Regions from separate parts of the Sus scrofa genome. Here region 1 is linked to region 2. The links are chromatin contacts, called in public Hi-C maps. All regions are on one chromosome and are shown on one strand. The core of a region is the stretch at or near the end of the contact, and the rest is flanking DNA. Distances in the headings are between cores, read along the strand shown.

Region 1 (6,729 bases), core at 214-2,713, 63 kb before region 2:
CCGCACAGTATAGAGCAGAAATGAAGAGATGACCTCAGAAGTCTTGCCCGCAAACAAGGGTGCAGCCGGGACTAAAATCCAGGTGTCTGGACTCCTAAACTCTCCTGTGACGCTGGTGTGCGAGGGTGGAGTTCACGGTCCCGGTGCTCAAGGGCACAGAGAGAATTGAGTCATATAACCCTGCCCAAACACTCTACGCTGCTGGACTTGGTAAATGCAAAGAAGGGATGGGAGAAATAGAAGGCGGAGGGGAGGAGGCAGGAACAGGAAAGAACAGAAGCAGTACGACTTCCAAGGGGCAGATGAAAAAGAAACACAGCCCTGAAGGAGACAGGGTAGCAGTCAAATCTATCGGTGTTAAGATCTTTAGCCCATTTTAAAACTGATTTATGTGGATCTGGCTCAGTGGTTATCGAACCCGACTAGTAACCATGAGGTTGCGGGTTCGATTCTCTGGCCTTGCTCAGTGGGTTAAGGATCTGGCATTGCCATGAGCTGTAGTATAGGTTGCAAACACGGCTCAGATCTGGTGTAGCTATGGCTGTGGCATAGGCTGGCAGCTACAGCTCCGATTCAACCCCTAGCCTGGGAACCTCCATATGCTGCGGGAGCGACCCTCAAAAAAAGACAAAAGAAAAAAAAAAAAAAAAAAACTGATTTACGCAATTTCCAACCATTACGGGGACAATAAAAAAACTCAAAACTTCTGGCTCCAAATACTTTCTGTTCACATTAAGAACTGGGAAGATCAAGGGTACCAGAATGGCCGAGTGGCTAAGGCATTGGACTTAAGAACTGGGAAGATCAAATAAGACCTAAGAACAAACTTCAAGAACCCAGAGTCTTTTGATGGCAGAAAGGCTGGTTTCTAGGTGATCCAAGCCATTTCACCACAAACAAAAATAAAAAGACCAGTTTTCTCTGATACCCTCACAGTGTCAGAGATTTATTATGCTTCATCTTGATTTACTGTGCTGTTCTTTTTCAAATCCTACAGGTATGTGATGCCAAGCCTGCAACAGGAAAGGTAACCACCAAGTGTCTATAATGAGTCTTGGTGTCTAAAAAACGGTCCCAAGAGTGGGCTCTTCCTATGGCAGCAGGTCTGGGACATTTTGAGGGCTTCCTCTCCCAAAGGCTCATGCAAATGCTCACACAGCTGGAGATCAAGGCCTATATCTGCTCATTTACATCCAAACATGAAAAGCCTAGTGGGCAGCACCCCTGGGATGCTTTAGCTCGGAACCAGATCAAGGGTAAACCTCAATGCAGGTGTGCAGAAAATGTGGTACAACTTCTGGGTGAAGAGACTTGATTTATTTAAAGGAAAAAAGGTGAGTTCTCTGGGGCCCAGTGGACTATGGATCTGGAGCTGTCACTGCTCTGGCTTGAGTCACCACTGTGGTACGGGGTTTGATCCCCTGCCAGGGAACTTCCTTATGCTGCAGGCAAGGCCCGTTTAAAAAAAAAAAGGAGTAAAAAGTAAAAAAGGGAAGGGAACAATCTTCCTGGATTCCACCAGCCACAGCTGCACACAGAACGAGCATAAATAGTACTAGCTACTGCCATCTGACCACTTACCAAGCTACCAAACTCAATCCAAACGCTCGTGCCCAAAGCAGTGGTGTGAGATTTGCTGCCTGCTTGGGCTCAAGTGCAACAGGCAGGGTTGGGACCCCCACTTCCCAGCAGGGCTCCAACTGCCCTTCAAGTTACCCCCGTCTTGAACCATGTCTCTCACTCTTTTGTGAGGTCTTGGCCACTTTCCTTCCTCTTGTTTCCGCTGCCTGTGGTGGGGCTGGGCCAGCAAGTATGGGGAAATAATCCTTGGACTTAACTGTTACTGTGGAGTTATTCTCAGAGTGTCCTTTGCCACAATGCTACTGAAAGCCAAAAAAGGAAAAAGCTGTACACCACTGATGAGGACAGCCCACCTAAGAGGACAGCCCTAGGCTATCGTCAGATCTACAAACCCCTACAGAGAAAGAAAAGGCAAGCAGGGTCAAGCAGCAGGGGCAGAACAGAGGTTCTCCTCTCTCGGTCCCCACATCTGCTGAGGGGTTTACAACAGCGCTGGTCCCTACCCCTCCACACACAGCTAGAGGCTAAGACAGTAGATCCCAAGGCAGTCAGGCAGAACCAGATACTTTGCAAAGCGCCTGCAGGGGACCAACCCAAGGCCAATGGTGACAAATCCCTTGCGGATGAAGTTTTCACTTTCTCCTGTAAAGGTATTTTCCATTCTGCTTCCTAAGACTTTTGACTTTGGAACTAGAACTAGAAGGTTCAAAGGTGATGGAGACCCAGAGGAAGCACAGGCAAGACCAGCATCTGGTCATCCTGTTGCCCAGAGCCAACCAAGCTCCCACCCAGCTAAAGGAAGGCACTCTAGCCTCAAGACTGAGGGGTCTGTCTTCCTCTAGCCCCTCTCAATCCAGGACCAAATTAAGTCATTTTAAAAAATCTCCAGGTATTGATCTAACCTGGTGATTCTCGCTGAGCAAACAGTACAACAAAACTCTGTCGCCATCTATATTTGTACTGGAACAAGCCCACAACATTCTGTTTAGATCAGAAACCCACCTGGCACGAAAACACACAAAACGAGCACATGAGTTACATGGGAGTCAAAGGAGGGGGGGAAGGAGGAGGAGGCTGGCAGGGTGGAGACTTTCAAAGCAGCCCTGGAGCCACTGGGCTCTGAATGAAGGAAAACCCAGGAGATTCTGAACAAATCTGAAAGAAAATACAGAGGCGGACTCCGTAAGGAGAAATGTCACCATCACAAGCACCCTAAACCTTGAGTTCCAGCAACTCGGGTTCCTGAACGGGAGGATGCCATGGGACTGAAGGAAAGCACTGGGCCAGGCGAGTTTTCCTGAGAAAACGGGCAAGTTTAAAACAAAAGCCAGGGTCTAAGGGGTGGAGCCCAGCGGCATTCCCTCCCTACCCACCCCCCCGCCACAGCCGAGGCCACAGGCACCAGCCCTGCAAGGACCCAGACATTCACCGGGGTGCCATTCCAAGAACCGCACACACGCCTGCCCGCCTGCCGGGAAGTTCATCTCTGAACAAATCAGGACGTCAACTGTCTCGGCGATGCAGATGCAGTAAACCAGGAGTGCCGCTGACTCATTCTCACTTTGGTTAACTACAAAAATGACGGATGGCTGTCTGTGCCCTGCAGTCCCGTGGCCTTATTCTTCTGGTAATAAAATGGCTACAGCTGGAGAGCTCTGGGTTTTGGAGTTGCTTCTCCAGGAGGATTCCCAAGGTGGATGGTTGAACTCAGTGGTATTAAGTCTCCTCCAGGAGTTCCCACTGTGCCACAGAACCTGACTGCAGGGGCGCAGTTTACAGCTGCGGCTCAGATTCGATCCCTGGCCCAGGACCTTCCATGTGCCACGGGTGTAGGCTCTCGCATGAGCCTAGTACTCGGTGATCTCTCCGCCCACACACTGCTTGTGCGCTTCAGCACTTTCACCTCTTGGTACAAGCATACAGTCCCATTCTGGCTAAAGAGGAACCAAGACAGGTAAACCCCAACATCAGGTACACTTTCACACCTGCTCTGTTCATGACCACTAGAACCTACTAGCAGTACGTCACCGAAAATGATGGAACTGTCAGCCCAAGACCGTATTTCAGGGCCTCTGGCCAGAGCCACCAGTGGATCTGTGAACTAACATTACCGCCACTGGGACCTATGGAAGGAGACAGATCCTGTCACGGTCAACGTCTGCAAGCCCTGACCTCTAAAGAGGAAGATTCCAATTCACCCTTTTGGATCCTCTTACTTCAAACAGATATTAAAAAAAAAAAAAAGACTTCTGAAGTGAAATGAGGAGGCGGACCTATAGCATTAACCATCAGCTGTTACTACCTAAACGGCTGCAGCCCTTAGAATTTTCCAAAACAGCAAATAGTCCTGATTACATATAAATATAACCTGCCATGCAGCAAAGAGCTGGACCTCAATTCTGAGCAGCTTAGGGATGGCTCTGGGCCACTGGCTAGCAAATGTCTTTACTGAGGAAATACTACTTGTTTCCCCCAAGAGACACTGTCCCGGTCCTTCGAGAATGTGCCGGTTAGAGACAAGGCTGACTCCCTAGGCAAGCTCATTTCTGTTGGAAAGGCAACCAGACACCCCTCCCCACAGACTCTGTGTTTACACTATTTTTTGTCTGTGAAATTGAGGTCCTTTGTCTCTGTGCTCGCCTGACGAAGTCACAGGCATCATTCTCATGCCTTCAGGCAGAGTGACTCCCCACAGCAGGAAGGGGTTTCTTGCTCCAGAGGGTGGCTGGTGTGTCCATGGTGCCTCTGGCTTTGTGGGCAGAGGAAAAGGGTCTCCCCCTCAGGGAGTAGCCGTGCCGTCATCAAGCCTACAGCCTTTCCGAGAAGACCTAAGCTGCTCCAGTAGCATGGAGAGTGCAAGGACTAAGTTCTTCCCAACAGGAGTTCCCAGGGCCTTCAATCAGGACCCTGGTTCTGCATAAGAAGGGTGGGGGGCTGGAAAGGCGGGGTGAATATGCACAAAGGGAGAGGTGGTACTTAGTTCTAGCTAGCCAGCACTGCCACCATATTCCAACAAGAAAATAGTTCCGGAGTTCCCGTCGTGGCGCAGTGGTTAACGAATCCGACTAGGAACCATGAGGTTGCGGGTTCGGTCCCTGCCCTTGCTCAGTGGGTTAACAATCCGGCGTTGCCGTGAGCTGTGGTGTAGGTTGCAGACGCGGCTCGGATCCTGCGTTGCTGTGGCTCTGGCGTAGGCCGGTGGCTACAGCTCCGACTCAACCCCTAGCCTGGGAACCTCCATATGCCGTGGGAGCGGCCCAAGAAATAGCAACAACAACAACAACAACAACAACAACAAAAGACAAAAAGACAAAAAAGACAAAAAAAAAAAAAAAAAAAAAGAAAATAGTTCCTTTAGAAGACACTAAAATGAGGAGTTCCTGTCGTGGCGCAGCGGAAACGAATCGACTAGGAACCACGAAGTTGCAGGTCTGATCCTTGGCCTTGTTCAATGGGTTAAGGATCTGGCGTTGCCATGAGCTGTGGTGTAGGTTGCAGACTCAGCTCGGATCCTGCATTGCTGTGGCTGTGGCGTAGGCCGGCAGGTGTAGCTCCGATTGGACCCCTAGCCTAGGAACCTCCATATGATGTGGGTGCGGCTCTAAAAAAGAACAAAAAAAAAAAAAAAAAAAAAGAGAGAGAGAAAGAAAGAAAGAGTAAAAAGAGAACACTAAAATGAAGGCCGGAGCAAAAGCCTAAAGGATGCTCCCACACTTTTCAACTCTCTTCCTGCATCAGTGCAGCCCAGGACACAGCCTGGCCCTCCTCTTCCCTGTGGAGAGAGGGAAGCCACCTCTACAATGAAGAACGTCGGCCCACCTGCTCTGCCTGTGACAAAGCCCTCTTTCTGCATTTGCTCTGGGAAGCTGAGAAGATCGAAGTAACAGACTCATCCAGACACCCTGCTCCTTTAATTACTGTTCTAAAACAAGAAAGCTACTCAGGAGAACAGACCAGGAAGAGAGTCAGACCTTCTTGTTTGGACTTGACCAGTACGAAGGGCCAGGTGTGAGAGACAAGGAGAGGCTTCGATCGTCCAGCTGATGAGGGCAGGGAAAGCCAAGGCACCGTGGCCACGAAGCTGGTCTCATGCTCCAGGAGAGGTGAGGCTCCACATGAATACACAGGGCCAAACCCTCCTCCCCCTGCCCCACCCGTGGAATTAATGTAGGAAATGAGTCATGGGGCAACGCAGTGATGCCCTCACAGGACTGGGACGGAGGAGATGGTCAGGGATGCTCAGAAGGTGGCTATTGCTGACTGCTAATATAGTAAGTCACTTCCTAAAGTAAAAAAACCAATATTCTAGGAGTTCCCACTATGGCATAGTGGGTTAAGGATCCAGCACTGCTGCAGCTGAGGCTCTGACTCAGTTTCTGGCCTGGGAACTTCCACATGCTGCAGCTGCAGCAAAAGAAAAAAAAAAAAAAATCAGTAATTCAGACCCTTAATTAGACGTGCCTGATTCAGAGGTCAGAGTGAGAGCTGCAAACCCAGCGCAAGATGTGAGAGGCCCCCAGTGATCTCCTCTGGGCCAGCCCCAGCCCTTGTGTCCTGACCAGTCTTCCTCGCTGCCCAGGATCCTAGACCAGAGACCCAGACCTAGACCAGTGTGGGTGGACCCGTGGAGGCCAGCGAGGTGACAGAACAGCCAGGGTACCAGGAAGGCAAAGGGGCATCAGCTTCTCCCAGCAGGGCCATGACTGGATTTTCAAACCAGACTCCCGAAAGTACTCTGCCCCCATCATCACAACAGTTGCTGGGCTTTATTTTCCTTCTCCAAACCAGGAACCACTTTTCTGGATCCATACGGTTAACAAGGCCCTTCACACAAGAAGCAATACATGAAAATGCCACGCTGTTGAAACACAGAGCAGGCAGATTATCTCCCACGTGGGCTCTGCCATTTCCACAGGAACCCCGAACCCTGAAGGAACTAAGGGGCCCTGCTGGGGATTGGCAGGGGGGAGGAAGTACAAAGTGAACTGTCAACGGGAAGGAAGAAATGATTTTAAAAGGGTTTTAAATGGAGTTGAAGGAAGAGACCGCAAAGATAACTCAATGAAAAGCAAAGTTTTGACCTGGGCTTGGGAGGACACTGGCCACCAAAGGGACTGTAACACAAGAACGTGAGCCACCAGGATGAGC
Region 2 (6,876 bases), core at 2,614-5,113:
AAAAAAAGACAACCCGTGTAACACAGAATGGAAAGAAAAGCTTTCCAGGCTGAGGGAACAAGGTGTGCAAGGGTCACAGCCGAGCGAAGTGTTAAGAACAAGGTGCGAGAAAGCAAATGCGACTGCTCTGTATCCTCACAGGATTTGGGGAACAAACAGTACAGGCTGGCTGGCTTTGTGTTTTAAAAATAACAAAGATAAGGCTCAAGAGAGGTGAGGTGTCTTGTCCAAGGTCATAGCTCCTCCAAGCAAGAGCTGGGACCCCAGTATTCTACCTCCTGTCACAACATCTGCTTGCTCACTCCCCTTGCGGAAGCCTTGTGCACACTTAACCCCCCGAGGTACTTCACTGCAAACGGTTTCCTGGGTCCATGAAGAACCCCCAAAACTCCTTGAAAACGTAAGCGACACCATCACATCAACTTCCAGGCATGTGGTCAACGGTGCACTGAAACCATTACTCTTCTACTCTTCGGATACAAGATCGAAAACTGCCCAGACCTTATTCAAAGGTTCCAAAAACTGAAACCAGTTGCTCTTCTTAAAAGCAATGAACAAGAGAGGAAAGGGATGTCCTGGAAGGAAGAGCCCGTGGCCTGTTTCAGAAGGTGAGACAGAACCATCATTGCAGAAGAGCGGAAACATGAAAGTTCCTCTGAAACAAGCTGCACAGAAAAAAACTAATTACTTTATGTGAACCAAACAACAGATCTCCAAGGCAGTGGTTCTCAATGAGGTGATACCCCAGCCCCACCAAGAGTACTTGGAAATTTGGGGGGCATTTGGTGCACAGGGGTAGGTATGTTCAATGCTCTACAAAAGAAAGGGACGGTTCTACAAAGACTGTGTTACCCAGAGTAACTCAAAGAGCTCAGTTGGTAGAGCGTTAGACTAAAGACTTTATCACCCAAAATATTAATAGCAGCACCATCTCCCCACTTTAATATTAATCCCCCAAAGGATGAACGTGCTCCACCTTTTTCTATAGTCCCTGGTTAGTGACTCTTCCTAACCTCACTACAAACAGACTAGAAAAAAATTGAGGTCTTACAGCTGAGGAGTCTGAATTTTGGAAATCGAATCGTAAGCTCATAACTTCAGCATGGAACCTGGTGGTTGAACATGGAAAAGAAGTTTCTAGTAAGAGACAGACAAATTTAAGCAAAAAGAGAACTCCTTCTCCAGACAAATCTCTGTAAGATTACATTTGTTCTGCAACACACAAAATTCTGTGAATTTTGAGGACCTTCTTACAGCCCTTTTCAGCTTAAAATCAGACACTAATGACAGTTCTTTTAAAAACGTAACTACAGTCAACTCAAAATACAGCTGACCCTTTCTGGACCAAATTTTATAATAAAGATGACTAATTCCAAGAGGTCTAAAGCTGAGCAAATGTTTGAAAATGCCCTGCGTCTCATTCAGGGCAGAGTTCGATGCAGGTCAGAGAAGCTCCAATGATATCCAGAGGTCTGTTCAGGGATTAAAATTCCATCCTAGCAATTAAAAGCCACTTTCAAGTGTAACCTTACATTCGTCACTATTTCTCCCCGCAAGCTATTTCACAATTAGCTTAAAGAATTGAAAAAATATCAAGACTGTTTCCAGAAATAGAGATAAAAAAAATCTACCGTATTTCACAATAGCTAGAACAGTGATCTAACAGATAAATCCTCCATAAAGCAATCTCTCTTCAGCATGGTATCTAAATTTCCTGAAATCTCTCAAAGGAGTCTGAAGATGTTAACTTCTTCACTCCAATGTGCCAATTAGTAAATAGTGGCCCCACACCCCTTCCGACCAATTTTTCAGAAGCCTAACCTGGCTTTTCAGATTAGCTAAGCAGACAGACCTGTTTTCCTCCAGAAGCTCCTGCCACTGCCTTTTCTGCCCTGCTAGTTAGAGCCTGGGAAAATCTCCTCCAGCTTTTAGCTGACCAGTCACCAGAAGTTCAAAAAATAAATTCATCCAGGTTCTCTGAATCCTTCTTTCCCCTGACATGTGTCAACAGCCGGGCAATAAAATACCACCTCTTGGTTACAGAAAGATGCAGAATACCTGGAAGGCCTAGCACTTAGCACGGAGGGGAAGAAAAAAGATGGAGGGATGCAAGAGTCATTAAGACAAGCCTACTGCACGCATCGCAGGTAACGAGAGCCCTGGTCCCGCAAAGCCTGTGAGGGAGGCTCCCTTGGCTGGGCCCTCCACCCGGCAGGCCACACCTGTCTAATGCCAACAGCCTGGTGGCCACTCAGTTTTAAAGAATTCAAACAGATTTCCAGCAGGGTGGCAACACTGGGCACCCCCTCCCTTCTCCAAGCAAAATCAAGAGTCCTAATCCAAACATCACTTGGCCCCAATTTTCTTTCTTTTCGCACTCTTTGTCTGGGAGACATCGCTTGGTCAAGTTGGACCCCTCTCTCTGTTCCAGGTAAGGCAAGCACAATGCAGCAGGAAAAGAAAGGAAGCACCCAGGCCGACTTGCTATAAAGCCAGACCAGACCTCTCTGAGGCTGAGGATGCCAATGAATGGGACTTGAATAAGCATCCACAAGTGAACCAACGCCTGAAGTCCTAATACGCCCAGCTCCGCAGCCTCTCAGGAAGCCTCTTTTCTATAGGGTAGGGATCCCATTCATCCCTTGGCTTCGGGAATCAAAGGGAAGACAGATTCAGGTCGCGCACTCCACCTCCAAATCCCCGCACGCGCGCGAAGGTGTGGGGCGCCCCGGCGCGCCCTCCCTTGAACTCCACCCTCCGAGGCCTCCACCACCCGCAGACTCACCACTGTGCGAGCTGAACCACCTGGGTGCGATGTGCAGAGGTAGAGCATCCGCCAGCGAGGCTCGGGAGCCCAGGTACAGCATCCCGTCTCTATGGTGACCGCCGCCCGTCTCCTGGTAACCATTGCCGTGGGCATAGGTGGAGTCGGACGCCGACCCTCCGCCGCCGGGCGCCCTCTCCGAGTCGCCGGTGCCCCGGGAGGCGGGGGTGTAGAGGCCAAAGGGCACCCCCCCGGCCGTGCTGGGGTCCATGCCCATGCCCGCCACCGAGCTGACCGAGCGGCTGCGCAGCCCCATGGCCCCGCCGCCTGCCCGGTAGTGCCCAAAGTGGGGCGCCCCTCCCGGCGGGGGCACGGCGCTGTCATCGGTGGAGACCCCAGGGAAGGGGCCCCGAGAACGAGCCGCCGTGCTCTGCTTGCCCCCCATGCTCGCCCGGGCCCCGGTGGGGCGGGAACCTGGAGGCCGAGACCCTCCCCCACTTCTCAGCAACCGGGGGAGGGTTGGGCGAGCATAAAGGGGGAGGGAGTCAAAAAGGAGACTGGGAGGTGGAAAAGGACAAAAAAAAAGAAAAAGAGAAAAGAAAACCCGCGGGGCGGAAGAGGCAGGCGGGCGGGGATCCCAAACTAAGAATTTAAACCGATCCAAGCCAAACGCATGTTTCCCCTCAAGGTCCAAAGAGGCGCAGTCCGCCGCGGGCTCGGCGCGCCACAGGCCGCCCCCGGGTTCCCGAAAGCCGGGGGAGCCGCAGGGAAGGAGGGAGGGAGGCGGCGGGCGAGCAGGCGGGCGGGCGCAGGGAGGCGCCGGAGGAGGCCGCCCGCCCGAAAGCAGGAGGCGGAGGAGGGCTGGGGGCGCCGGGCGCGTCCCCCGCCTCAGGACGCCGCGACCATGGACGGCGGCCCGGACCCCTCCAGGCCTCGGGAGGGCCGCGGCGCTGGGAGGCCAGACAGAGCTCGGGAAGCGGTGATAGCGTCGCGTCGCGCCCGCTCCAGCAGCCGCCGCCTTCCCGGCGAGCCGCGCCGCCCTGCTTGGTCCGGGACTGCGCTCTCCGGCGCTCCTCGCCGCCGTGGAGACAATGGAGGGCGGCAGAGCGCAGGCGCGGCCCGCGCCCCCTCCCCCCTCCCCCTCCCGCCGGGTTAACCCTTTCCCCGCCCCTGCGGCGCAAGGCCGCGGGCGCCCGAGAAGTCCCACCCACCCAATCCGCCCTGACCTGAGGGGCCTGAGCCATGGGGCGTCGGGACCAAAAGCTAGGCGTCTTTTCAAAGCAAGCACTCTTTAAGCCCCCGAAAGTAGCCGCTTACTGGGAAAGGAGGGAACCTACCTGGGGGGCGAGGGGCGGCCATGGTTCCAGGGGTGGGAAGGAAACCCAAGGAAGAAAAAAAATTACTCGAGACGCCTACCTGGCTCTGAGGGTCAGCGGTCAAGCTCCCCACCCGGCGCAAATTTGCCCCCACAGCACCCTCTGGTGGACATGCTATGCGTTCTATCTGAGGTTCCTCATCCAAGAACCCCTAAAAATCAGGAAACTTAGGAGTTCCCGCTGTGGCGCAGTGGTTAACGAATCCGACTAAGAACTATGAGGTTGCGGCTTCGATTCCTGGCCTTGCTCAGTGGGTTAGGGATCTGGCATTGCCGTGAGCTGTGGTGTAGGTCGCAGACGCGGCTCGGATCCTGTATTGCTGTGGTTCTGCGTAGGCCGGTGGCTACAGCTCCGATTTCACCCCTAGTCTGGCAATCTCCATGTGCCGCGGGAGCGGCCCTAGAGAAGGCAAAAAAAAAAAAAAAAAAAAAAAAAAAAAAAATCAGGAAACTTAGCATTTGGGGAATTCTTAGTTGTTGGGGGTAAATGGAGCACCGGGGCCCTTGTGACTCCAGTTTTTGCTGACAGTAGATCAGAACTTTCTATTTTGTCCTTAATCAAATGGATAGATTCCTTAGCTAAAATGTGATTCTGATGATCATTAGATGTATGATAAAAAGTGAAAAGATATGGACATGAGATGGAATAATACAGCTAGAACTAGTGATTTTAGAAACACTCTAGTTCACGGTGGGACCCCTGTTTTGTTCACCATTTATCTTGGCATGCACCACAGGGTCTATCACAGAGCCGGTACTCAATAAAGATTTGCTGACCAAGTCTGAATTTTGCAATCTCTCTTATTCTCACTAACATTCATTCATTCATTCATTCAGCACCTTTTCTTTTCTTTTCTTTTTTGGCCACGGGTGGCGTGTGGAGTTCCTGGACCAGGGATTGAATCTGAGCCAGAGTTGCAATCTATGCCACAGCTACAGTAATGTTGGATCCTTAACCCATTGCTGGGGGCAGGGGCTTGAATCCACACACCCCACACACATAGCTGCAAAGCCGCCAGTGCAGCCATGGATCCTGTTTGCGCTACAGGGAAAGCTCAGTATCTATCAAATGCTGAGTGCTGGCTATGAGCATCATTTAGTTCCTGGCCTGACTTCCTTGCTCTAAATGTCCCCCAGATATTTCCCAATCAAGGAGTCAAAACAAGGGAGTTCCCTTTGTGCCTCAGCAGGTTACGAATCTGACTAGGAACCATGAGGATGCCGGTTGGATCACTGGCCTCACTCAGTGGGTTAAGGATCTGGCTTTGCTGTGATCTGTGATGTAGGTCACAGACTCAGCTTGGATCCCACGTTGCTGTGGCTTATGGCATAGGCCGGCAGCTGCAGCTCTGATTTGACCCCTAGCCTGGGCACTTCCATATGTCACATGTGCAGTCCAGAAAAGAAAAAAAAAAAAAAAAGAGTCGAAACAAGGTGTAAAGAAATATTGAAAGAAAACCAGTAAAAGAAAGGTTGGTCTTGAGGTTCCCATTTGGTTCAGTGGTTAACAAACCTGACTAGCATCCATGAGGATGCGGGTTTGATCCCTGGCCTCACCCAGTGGGTTAAGGATCCAGCGTCGTGTTGAGCTCAGGTGTAGGTTGCAGACGTGACTTGGATCCCGTGTTGCTGTGGCGTAGGCCGACAGCTGTAGCTCTGATTAGACCCCTAGCCTGGGAAACTATGTGCTGCAGGTGCGGCCCTAAAAAGACAAAAGCCAAAAAAAAAAAAAAAAAAGAAAGAAAGAAAGGTTGGTCCATCATAGGTATTAATTGCCCCCGTAGGACCAGCTTGGAAAGAAACAGGAAGGAGGGAGTTCCCGTCGTGGCGCAGTGGTTAATGAATCCGATTAGGAACCATAAGGTTTCAGGTTCGGTCCCTGGCCTTGCTCAGTGGGTTAACGATCCAGCGTTGCCGTGAGCTGTGGTGTAGGTCACAGACGTGGCTTGGATCCTGCGTTGCTGTGACTCTGGCGTAGGCCGGGGGCTACAGCTCCGATTCGACCCCTAGCCTGGGAACCTCCATATGCCGCGGGAGCGGCCCAAACAAAATAGCAAAAAGACAAAAAAAAAAGAAACAGGAAGGAGGAGAGAGGCTTTTTTCAAGCAGGGAGTGCTTGGAGGTGAGCAAAAAGCCCTGTAGAACAAAGTTGAGATTTCTGAATGAGAAATAACATAGGAAAAAGATGTTTTAATACCCAGGAATTTATCTGTGGGTGCCTATATGGGGAACTTGTGTACACCTAAGATCCAAATGAGTCATCAGAAGAAAAACAAGAAAGTTTAAGTTTAACCCAACTTCCTCCCTGAAGAAAGAAAATGGAGGGAGTTCTCGCCATGGCTCAGCAGAAACGCATCTGACTAGTATCCATGAGGTTGCAGGTTCCAACCCTGGCCTTGCTTAGTGGGTTAAGGATCTGGCATTACCGTGAGCTATGGTGTAGATCACAGACGTGGCTCAGATCTGGCATTGCTGTGGCTATGGCATAGGCCAGTAGCTGCAGCTCTGATTCAACCCCTATCCTGGGACCCTCCATATGCCGTGGGTGTGGCCCTAAAAGGACAAAAAAAAAAAAAGAAGAGGGAAAGTTCAGAACTGTGCAGAAGAGGTTACTAGATCCATTGACAGATCTCTATTGGGGAGACAAATACACAATCAATAAATATTGTAACCAATATTGTAACTAACTAGCTTTTGATTTATTATTCATTCAACACTTTTTAAAAAATATTGAATT

The links. A called contact is a pair of places that touch in the nucleus more often than the background predicts.
Region 1: a Hi-C map of liver shows a contact between it and region 2, with 1.6 times the contacts expected there. The contact joins the enhancer-like site here to the promoter of ZNRF1 in region 2. A contact is called at or near these places in 3 of 5 promoter capture datasets (fetal liver, liver and skeletal muscle), 17 of 47 Hi-C or Micro-C datasets (alveolar macrophages, blood, embryonic fibroblasts and 7 more) and 2 of 2 datasets of contacts at active chromatin or transcription factors (alveolar macrophages and skeletal muscle).

What each region holds. Positions count from the first base shown.
Region 1 is chr6:12,604,743-12,611,471 of Sscrofa11.1, forward strand. The region is part of intron 1 of ZNRF1 (a long non-coding RNA gene); the gene reads right to left. It also overlaps the pseudogene LOC100736686. Among named protein-coding and RNA genes, the nearest start is that of ZFP1, 59 kb to the left of the region's middle. Within about 2 kb of position 1,464, at least 26 of the 83 cell types and tissues checked have an H3K27ac peak or open chromatin away from gene starts, as enhancers often do. A contact at or near this core is called in alveolar macrophages, fetal liver, liver and 4 more, where this site is marked.
Region 2 is chr6:12,664,944-12,671,819 of Sscrofa11.1, forward strand. It overlaps ZNRF1 (a long non-coding RNA gene), which reads right to left and starts at 3,864. Exons shown (of 5, transcript XR_002344499.1): 1 at 2,786-3,864.